Regions from separate parts of the Mus musculus genome. Here region 1 is linked to region 2. The links are chromatin contacts, called in public Micro-C maps. All regions are on one chromosome and are shown on one strand. Each heading gives the region's core, a stretch centred on a gene start, on an enhancer-like site or on the middle of the called end of the contact. The rest is flanking DNA. Distances are from core to core; before and after follow the strand shown. Region 1 holds the start of Lrrc7 (leucine rich repeat containing 7). Region 2 holds the start of Wls (wntless WNT ligand secretion mediator).

The links. A called contact is a pair of places that touch in the nucleus more often than the background predicts.
Region 1: a contact with region 2 is called in a Micro-C map of embryonic stem cells, with 6 times the contacts expected there. The contact joins the promoter of Lrrc7 here to the promoter of Wls in region 2. A contact is called at or near these places in 7 of 39 promoter capture datasets (cranial neural crest, embryonic stem cells, hippocampal neurons and 2 more), 3 of 484 Hi-C or Micro-C datasets (all in embryonic stem cells) and 1 of 115 datasets of contacts at active chromatin or transcription factors (astrocytes).

What each region holds. Positions count from the first base shown.
Region 1 is chr3:158,558,179-158,563,713 of GRCm38.p6, forward strand. It overlaps Lrrc7 (leucine rich repeat containing 7), which reads right to left and starts at 3,583. Exons shown (of 28, transcript NM_001081358.3): 1 at 2,928-3,583.
Region 2 is chr3:159,836,379-159,841,590 of GRCm38.p6, forward strand. It overlaps Wls (wntless WNT ligand secretion mediator), which reads left to right and starts at 3,272. Exons shown (of 12, transcript NM_026582.5): 1 at 3,272-3,669. The coding sequence starts at 3,564.

The sequences.
Region 1 (5,535 bases), core at 2,333-4,832, 1.3 Mb before region 2:
AGTAAACAAACAAAAAACAAAGAAACAAAAAACAACCCAGAAACAACCCATCAATAAATTTATGAGCAGTTAGTCTTTCCCTTTGTATTCTTGGTTTAGGTGTAAAGTTTTAGTGCTGTGGAATGTGTGACCAATTCTTACACCTGGGTTACAGGCATTGAACAAACAAAATTACAGCATCAGTGAGATATTAATGTCAATTAAAATCTAATATCTACAACTTTTCAGCTATTGTAAAAATGTAGTGTTTTAAATTCAAATACAGACTTTTTTTTTTACAATTATGACCATGCACTATGTACTGGAAATACCCCAGATTAGCAATCTGACAGTAATACAGGATGCCTTTCATATGCAATAAAGATTTGTAATAACAATATCTTCAATTTCTAAAAATTCAAAGCAAACAAAAAGTACACTAAACTGTTCATGTTTACGTTCTATAATTATGGAGAAATTGGAAAAATTAAAAGCTTACAAAATATAATGGAATGTTATATTAATTGAGAAAATATTCATGCTTGCCTAAAGGCATGCTAAAATTCTGAATAAAACATGGCTCCTGTAATTGGACCAAGTTCATTTCTTATGAAGTTGTTCTAATTCTGAAGCTGCATATGTGCAGGAGCCTGGATGTGGGAGGCAAGGGTTGCCATGGTGAGCACACATCTTTTTGAGAAGTTAAATTAAAAAAAATGTGCATAAAGATCTCTCAGCTCATGGCATATTCTGGAAATTGAGGGTGCCTTTTCTCCCATGACATCTTGGTGTGGTGGAAGGGCATTGTCCAGGTAGGACATATACAGCTCAAATTTTAAAGACATCAGCTTTTTAAGGTCTCTTGGAAGTAAGAGATTCCCAAGTTAGGTAACTGCCCTTAATGATTGGGTAGGAAATCAGCTCCACTTACACTAAATTAATAGATTATCAACATTCAGGACATTTTTTAAACCTGAGGAATTCAAATACAGATATTGCTAAGTACACCTCTAAATAACTTTAGTCTCAGATAGTTAAGGAGAAATAAAATCACCCCTGAAGCCTGCTTTCTCTCCCTTCCCTGTTGTGATGAGTATTTTCAAGGAAGCCAGGCAGACTGCTCTATTCATTCCCAGCAAGACCTCCAGGTGGTTCTCTAGAACCTAGCAACTGGGAGTGCTTCAACCAGAGACAGAAGCACGCGTTTCAGAAAGGCAGCAGCTTTTGGTGTTCTAGAGCACCCATGTGCACGTGCTTGTGCTCAGGGTCTGAAGAACTTTCCCCTATGCCCTCAGAAAGAATGTATCATTTCAAACTAGGAACCAGCTGGGACCAGATAGATATCTGAATGGAGGGTACTGGAGGGAACGTTGAAACAAAGAATGTAGGATGTTGCTAACCAAGAGGCATCTCAGGCTGAGTTCCCTTTCGCTTTCTTTCACCTCTGGTCAACTTTATTAAAAATAAAAGGGAACTTCAGCAACTGGGATGCTGAGCTTCTCATAGGCTCAGCTTGAAACAAAGAAAAGCTACTTCCTAATACAGTTTCTCTTGCGTTGGAGGGATCACGTGTTCACTTTCACTGGTATGCACTCTGCTCGCCCACGCGATAAAACCTCTATTGTGCTTAGAAATTTTGCTCAGGTTAAAATATGCTCAAACACAAATTGCTTCTCATCCATCAGCAGAGCCCCATCTAGAGACTCGGGTGCACATGCTCTCCTGCTGACCCAATTACCACTGCAGGTAATTCCGATGTGCTTAAGTGTACAGGGAAAGTAATAGCAAAGAGCAGGTGGAGGCCCGCTGCCTCAATTCCCACCCACCCCCTCCTGCTTTCTGAGATTCCTTTTGATGGAGAACTTGGAAAGGACGTGGGAGTCACAGATGGTTCCTTCCTGAGGCCGATTCCCAGGAGTTGTGAAAGTAACCCCTTCCCTGCCTGGTGAGGTGCCACTTGCTTTGTGCCTTGGTGAGGAGGGGCAACCAGCAAGAAGGGGGTGGGGGGCGGAGGCGGATCTTTTCTCTCCCCAACCCTGATGGCCAAGTAGTGTAATGAAGCAATTTTGCAGCCATCTCGGTTATGAAGTCACTGTTTTTAACGACAATCTGTGCAGCCCCCACCCCCATCCCGCCCCCATCTTGACTCTAAATTTGATGATATAGGAGATCTCTGGTAGCCCAGCTAATTGTCTGCAAGCAGAGTGTCACAGTTACCCCAATATTGGCGGTCTTAGCTCCTTTTTCAAATACAATCCAAGGCATGTCCTGAATCCCAAAAGACCCCGGAGGATGCCAAGGGACCCAGAGCTGTACCAGGAGCAGTGAGATTCCCTAGCTTCTCTCACAGAACACAAAGGAGTTGCCTGGCTTAGAGAGTCAAGCATCTTCTCAGACTCCAAGGAAAGCACTCGCCCCATCCCTTCCCACTTCTTTCTGTCCTTTAGTCTTTCCTTCTTTCCCATCCCATTCTTCTCCCCAAACCCCACCCTTTTCTTTTCACCCTCAGTGACACCCCAATAATTCCTTTATAGACACCAAGACAGTAATACACCTTTCAAGATAAAGCACAAGTGTGTGCTGCCACAAGTGTGTGTGTGTGTGTGTGTGTGTGTATCACACTTGCTCCATCCCTCACACACCACGGGGAAAGCAGACTGGATACCCCAGGATCAAAAAAAAAAAAAAAATGCAGAAAGCCATATCTCTCAGGACTCCGTGGTCCCAGCATCAGTTCCCCGCACTCGCTCCTCACCTTTCCTTTTCGCAATATGTAACCCTTTAGAGTCCCTTGACCATCCAAAGCGCCGGGCTCCTAAGCACTTGTCCAGCTATCGCTGGATTCCACAGACCGGCAACCGCCCCAACGCTGAGGCACCCGGGCCACCTGAGCCTCCCAGATCCCCACTCCTGGACCGTGGGCAGAGGTCCCCCAATGCCCTACTCACATCGCCGGAAGCAGAAACTACCCATGAGGGTCCAAGGAGTGAAGGCCTTGCAGCTGCTGAGGGTTACTCCTTAAAGTGCTCTGGGGTCCGCAGTGAAGCCAGTAGGGGAGTCCTCCGAAGCAAAGGCAGAGGGGACTCCAGGCAGATGCGGTGTCAGACCATGGTGCCACTGCCCTTCAGGTGCAGGAGAGGAGAGGCGCCCCTGGGGAGCCGGGAGCCCGCCCGGAGCACCACTGCGGCCAGTCCCCGGCCTCCGCCCGCCCAGAGCGCCGCGCTAGCGACCGTAGCAGCAGCAGTGGCGGCGGCGGCGGCGGAGGCGCAGCTCCCTCCCCGCCCCCAGAAGGCTCCACAGACAATAAATCCTGGGTGGAGAAGAGAAAGGCAGCGCGGGCGAATCGTGTACCCAACTCGGCTGCTGCCCCGGCTGGCCGCGACGCCTCTGAAGAGGCGAGGGACCCCGTGGCCCGGGGCGCAGCAAGCACTGGCTGGGCTCTTGCGCTCCCGCAGTTGCGGGTGGCGGCGGGGGTCCTGGGTGGGCGGCTGCAGGTCGCGCTTGCCCAGAGGCTGGGTGGCCGTGGCTTGGAGCCCAGGGTTGGCCCGGAACGGGGTCCTCCGTGGTGCCGCGGCTTGGCGCACAGGTGCCAGGATTGGCAGACGAGGCGCTGCTCCTGGCTCGCGCCTGTGACTCCCCACTCTCCCCGCCCCCTCTCTTTCCTCCCACCCCCTTTTCCGACGACACCAGCTGCAGCTGCTTCAAAGTGTGAAAAATGTCAAGGAGATTTTCCAGGGCTCAGAGAGGATGACCACCACCTTGCCAGACCTCAGCCATTCTTGGACTACCTTGCTTGCCCCTTATGACCTCTACTTGGACTCCCTGCAATTTGGAGGAGCAAGATCTCAGTCCCGCGGAGAAATGAGATGTTCTAGCTTTCTCTGGTTCCGTTACCACCCGCAGCTTTTAGACAGCCAGTTGAGCTCTCTAGGTCCCTCAGTTGCCTGGAGTACACAAAGCAGGTGTCATCAGGCTCGCACGGGGCAGCGCGGGCTCCCCCGGCGTTCTCCCACCAGCCCGGGGCGCTCCTGCTGGCGGCACGGTGTTCTGCAGCGCCGGGAATCCGCCAGCACCGCGGCTCCAGGCCTGTGCGCTGGGTGCTCCCGCACCAGTTCAGTGACGCTGCGCGTGGCTCCGCAGGCTGCCGCTCCTGCTACCTCAGCAAAGAGACCGCCAGGAGTGCCTCCTCGGGGTTTCCTCCCTGCCTGCGTTGCAGGCTGCAGGTTGCAGGCTGCCCAAGGAAAAGGTCTGCTTCTGAGTCCAGTGGCTTATTCAGTACTACCATAGAGAGTCAATGGCAGCTTTCAAGACCCCTTTCCATTTTGGTCTGAGATTGCTGTTCAGGGGATGTACAAAAAATGAGAAGTGTTTCCCAACTTCCTTTCATTTATTCACAATCCTGCTCCTTCTGCCCCGAACTCAGGAACATTCGCTCCTCCACACATATTCACCGGAAAGCACACACAGAAAAATACAGACATGTACAAAAAGCTTTAAAAAGCATAGTGATGAGACTAGTGCTATATTTAGACCCCCTGCTTTCTAGACGAAACCGAATTCCTTCTATCCCGGGATTCTTCTGTGATTTAGAAGTGATAGGGCTAGGGGCCTCCCCCTTTTCTCTCCAATGCCAGTGGACTGTGACATTCAGATGCTACTTGGAGTTGGGTGAACTCCCAAAAGTGCTGGCATGTATCTTATATCTGGAATACGAAAAGTCTTCAAGGTTAAACATCGAACCCTGCCCCCACCCCAGGCTGCCAGGAATTGTCTAGGAAGAGATTGGAGACTGAGACTTCATCTATAGATAGTCATGGAAGAGGATTACTGCTTTATCTGGAAAAGGTGAAAAGGTTGGTGGCCTCTTAAGGAGACTTCCCTTAATTTACACAAAGAAGAGGAAAGGAGTGCATTTTGGAAAACCACATTTTTAAGAAAAAAAGCATTGTGAAACAGTGTAAAACTTCTTCTGAAAGTGGCAAAGAAATGACAAAATTTGTTGAAAGGACACTTTTTTAAACCTAACTTTTGTTGAACTCTTCCCCCCCCCCCCCCGCAGATTTGTTCTGTGAACATCTCACTGTAAGTTACAATATCTCAGCTGGAGGAGATGCTGTGAAAAAAATTAGATAGGAATTGAAAATCTATTAAAATAGCTCATCACGGCTTATGCCCCATTACAGAAATCCTTTGCAAGGTTCCAGTTCTTTTCAGTACTGCTTACAATGTTCTTTCTCACAGTCTTTCACTTCTTTCCTAAAGCTGTATGTTGGGCCCACCCTTATGAAAAAGACAGAAAAAGCTCCTCTGAGCTTAGAACTGTCTGCATTAGAACTCAGAACTTCTTACTCTAACTTGATGATCCACTCTCCTATCAAAACATTTCAAATTCTATCCAGCGTCACAGTTGGCTACAAGTAACTTCTGGCCTTCATAAACGAAAAGATGCCCTCCCATTAGGTAGGAGAAATTGTTTTTCTTTCCAATGGGAGAAAACTTTTGAAACCGAAAACTAAAATTCAGTGCCACCACAATATCATATTTTAAACCACATGC
Region 2 (5,212 bases), core at 2,022-4,521:
CTAGCAAACCCCAATAATATCCTTTTCTCTGCCTTCTACAGTGCAAGAGTTACAGGCATGTGCATCCATAATTGGTTTTGGTTTTGTTTTGTTTTGCTTTGTTTTTAATCTATATGCTAGGGGTTCAAACTCAGGTCATTCATACTTTCTCTTACACACTGAGCCATGTCTCTCTGTTTCAGGGAGCAATTTTTTTAATGTTGTTTTTTTTTTTTTTTTTTTTTTTTTTTTTTACAAGTACTATTGTCAAGTGGAAATAATCTTCTGGTCATCTTCAAAAGTGTGCTTCAAAAAGTGTGTTTGTAGGCTGGTTGTGGTGACACACACTTGTAATATCATCATCTAGGAGTCCAAAACAAGAAGGTCATGAGTATACAGCAACTTTAATAAATAGCAAGATAATACTTATTAAAAATATTCATAACATGATCAAATGTTATATCTGAGAAACAACTAATCTCTGATTAGCCTTACTAGTTTTTTTTTTTTTAAGAGAAAAACTCATATATCTTAGGCTGGCCTCAAATTCCATATATGAAGGATGACTTCTGATCTTCTTGATCTTCCCTGTTGAGTGCTGGGATTACAGATGTGTGCCACCATACCCAGTTTATGCACTGCTAGGATTAAAACTAGGGTTTTGTGCATGCTCAGAAAGCACCAGAGTTTCTAGCTTTCTTTCTTTGATCAAGATTATTGATTCAATTGTTGTGTCTTCTTATACACTTATATAAGTGTCTATACCTTGTAAGAACATACCATACGCTTGGTATTATTATCATTTTTCTTTTATAGGTGAGAACATTGAGCCTTGGAGCGCACTATTAACTATAATGTACTGTAGTTTCACACAGCAGGGGCAGGAATCTAGATTCCATTCCAGGAAAAACATTTAAGCCTTTTTTCTACATATTTATGTTATCAAATTGGGAAATGAATTTTGATAGTCATTATTAATATTTACAAAGACAACAGAAACTGAAATTTAAAAGCATCTCATGGAGAAACTCCTATCACAAAACCCACTCTATGAGAAAAGAATAACACATTTACTCAAAGCTTTCCATTATATATGCAAAGAAACCTATTCAAGACCAATGATACATGGAAGGTAACTGTAATGGTTTGAATGAGATTGCCTCCATAGGCTTATGTATCTAAACACTTGTTTCTCAATTGGTAGAACCTTTTGTTCTGTTTTGTGTTGTTTTGTTTTGTTTTGGGAAGGAGGAAGAAATGTGGTCTTATCAGAGAAGAGTTTTCACCAGGGGTAGAATTTGAAGTTTCAAACGGCTCAGGGATTCCCTGTTATCTTTCCCTCTCCCTCCTACTTGGGAATCAACTGTTCCTTTGCCATACCTTTACTCTAAAATCATGAACTCTCACTCACTGGCACTGTAAGTCCATATAAACTCTTTATTCTAGAAATTGTCAAGGTCATGATGTGTTATCATGGATATAGAAAAGTAACTAAGACTCTATCTGATTTTATGCTTAGGCTTGATGAAGCAGGGACGGTGATATAAAAAGATGATTCTTAAAGGGCCATGAGCCAATTGAAATGAACACTTCAGTTTTAGCAATCCCATTATCCAGTTTCCAGCAGGATCCCTATGGAATAAGGATATCAATTTCTTCCTCCCTTCCCTCCTTTTTCCTTTTCCTTCCTTCTTTTTCTCTCCTCCTCCTCCTCCTCCTCCCTCTTTCTTCTTCTTCCTCTCTCTCTCTCTCTCTCTCTCTCTCACACACACACACACAGCAATTACAATTTGGAAAATCATTATACAGTGAATCACAACTACCCTGTAGTTCCTTCAGAATACTCTTGAAGTTTTGATATAATCTCTAGTGCTCAGGAAGGAAAAGAAAACACATTAAGATTGTAAGCAAATGTTGGACAAGTAACTGAAGGAAGAAGAGGACAGTAAATAGTTCCTCCACAGGAAGATGACAAGAAGCAAGAAATCAGGTATGCTGGTGGCTTTGGAAACCTGTACTGGGAGGCCAGGAGGTACCTTTATAAAGCTAATGTGTGATTTGAGTTGCATTGGCTAAATAGACAGTTTATGAAACATGGAAAAACCAGGCCCTGGAGTTTGGGTCAGCCTTATCAAGAAATCTCTTAAGATCACCACTTTTCCTTGGATGTAGTGTATCAATATAAGTAAATCTCTCAAAGAGCTAACATTCTCTTTCCTCCTCTGCCTTCCATGGGGTTTGAATCTAGGACCTCAGATCAAGTTAAACAAGAGGCCCAGATCACTTTTTAGTTTTTGTTTTGAGATAGGGTCTCTAAAATTATCCAGGTTGGTCGTAAATTACTAATCCTCCTGACTCAGCCTCCTAGTAGCTGTGACCACCCACCTGAAACTCTAACTGGTACTATTTAACATGTATACTACCTACCCAACTAAAGTCCTTTAGGCTTTTTAAATGCAAGCTGTGGGCTTGCTTAAACATTCACTCATTTATTCATTCCACCAAAGTTCATGCAGGGTCTCCTAGTGTGAGAATTTTGTTAGGCACTGAGGGGTGGGGGCAGATACAAAGAGAATTGAACTTGGTCCCAGTCTCCCAGAAATTTACAGCTTAGTAATGGAAACAAATGTGCATTCATAAGACCTTATAGAAGGTGAAAATGTGAGAGCATGATTGGAGGGGATCGACCCTTGGAACATAAAGGTGGTGTAAAAAACCAAAACAAGAATTTTAAAACAAGTCGAGTTTTCAATGAACTTTAAAGCGTTTAGGTAATAGTCAACACCAAGACTGGCAGTCCAGGGTAGAGTAAGGAACAGACGTTTGATTTGTCTGGATAATAAGGCTCTTGAAGGGCCGTGTAATGAGGAATTTAGCGGGTTATAATTCCAGGATAGGGCAAGGCAGAAGGTACCAGAACAGAGACCTTATTTCTTCTCTTTATACTTTGACTTAACTTCATTAGACTCCTTTTTAAAATTCACCTCTTTCCTAGCGTTCAAATGGCTGGTGGTGGGGTGGGTTCAACATGTAAGTTAAGGGTTTGCAAAGAGGCCCATGAGTAACTTAAATCCCATACTTTGGGAACCCGAAAAGGAAACATGGTAGAGACTGCGTATGCCAAGCCCATTTAACAACACCAGCCACCCGACCCCCCTCAAGATGTTAGCTGTTGCCGGGGCAAGCTGCAGGCCAGACCTGAGGGCGGGTAGCCAGAGCTGGCGGGAGCTGAGATCCCTGAACTGGCGGGCCAGGGTTGAGGAAGAGAGGGAGGGAGGGAGGGAGGAAGCGCGAGAGGGAGGGAGGAAGAAAGAGAGGGAGGCGTGTCATGTGATCCGCTTCCCTGCTTCTTTAAGCGTCCACTGGCTGCCGGGCGGCCGCAGTCTCAGCTCTGGGCATCTGGGGAGCCCAAGCGGCTTCGCCCAGGCATCCGCGCGGGCGCCTGCGGTCTGTCCCACCTCCTCTGCTAACGCACCCTTGAAGTTTTGCAGCACCAGGAAAAGAGGGCAAGGAAGAAGGAGAGGGGAAGCGAAAGCATACCCTAAAACATTTACTTAAAGGAGAAAAGAAAGGGGGTCGCAGAAATGGCTGGGGCAATTATAGAAAACATGAGTACCAAGAAGCTCTGCATTGTTGGAGGGATTCTTCTGGTTTTCCAAATCGTTGCCTTTCTGGTGGGAGGCTTGATCGGTAAGTGTGAGAGCTGCAAACTTTCCCCTTTCCCTTTCTTCGGCCCTTCCCTCTTTTGCCTCTTGGGCTACTTGTTACAGTATCGCTGCCTTGCCTCTATGATCTAATTAGTCCGGCTATTGTGCTTAAGAAAGCAGAGCTCCATGGGGCTCCATGGGGCACAATCCAGTCTAGTGGCAAAGAGAAAAGGAGGGGAAAAGTTTTGGCCTAGTTTCAGTATCCACTTGAAAGGCAGGAGGGGGTGGGGGTGGATCTTAAGCATGGCGACGGATCGCGAGGAAGTGCTGGGTCGCAAAGTTGATTGCTCCCCGTGCTCTTTCCCTCGCCCGCCCCCCTTTCCCTCTCGGTTCCCTTCCAATCAGCACCGGGAGGGCAACGTAATCGACTTTATTAGGAATAACAGGGGAGTCGGGAGCTAAGCCCTGTGCCAGCCGCGAGCTGTTACTGGCTGTGGCTTGTGTAAATGCATTAGGTTGTCTCGGCGAGGGACTAGAGCTGGTTTTAGGGTCTCAACCTTTAAGCCCTTGGCTTCCATGCCGCCACCCCACCCATCTCTGGCGGTGGACTTGTTTGAACTGAGGACTCATAGAGTGGTTTGGGAGAGTCCTGGCCCTCTCAGCACGAACTTGGAGAGGGCGTAGGAGAAAGCCTGTCTGAAAGGTGTTGCTTTTGCCTCTTGTCCCCTCTGCCATCTCCCCTCCCCCTCTGCTTTGAGCCCCAAGATCCAGTGAGTCTGAAGCCTGAGGTCCTCCCCTGGCGCCAGGAGGATGTTTCCTGCTCCCTCCTGGGCTGCCCTCAGGTGACAGCTCCCAGGCGCCAGGGAGACTTTCTCAGTGCGCACCAAAAAAAAAAAAAAAAAAAAAGGCTTCGAACGTAACTGACCTTCTGCCTTAGGATCCACTCGGAAAACTCAACTTACTCCTACTGTCTTTTCCACCTCATGTCCCTTTCTCCTCAAGGTTCCGGACATCCTTGGACAAACTTCAGTGCCAACTTCGGAGCGGGCGCTGCTGGGCAGCTTAGCTTCCTTGGGGCTGGCTGTTGCTCTTGGCTGGGTGGAAGAGCTCAAGCAGGGGTCTGTGCTTCTTGAGGGAGTCCCTGGGCAGCGCAGGAGCTCCCTTGAGGGGGTGAGAGTAGTGGGTACGGTGTTTTTCCTATAGACTAGGGTGTGTTGGGTTAGCATTCCAGAGTGTCTGGTAATGGCAATCTTTGTAACACCAGGCTAAGTGTTTTAAACAAAGGAGAGGAGAAGCTTCAAGAAGGGAGTTCTGAGGAGGTCGAGTACACATTTCTAAGCCTCTGTCCTCCATATGGGCAAAGCACACAGAAACACACACACACACACACACACACACACACACACACACACACACACACACACAGCTTTTGTTTCGTTACGCCATGTACAATCTCTTTTTCTCTGAATTGGATTTTCCAGGCTCTTAATACTTCTCTGCTGGGAGCTGTAGGCAGAAGCAGTCTCAGTGATTACACCGCGGTTACAATTACACCTCTTGTTTCCCTTGATGAGCAGTTGCAGTTG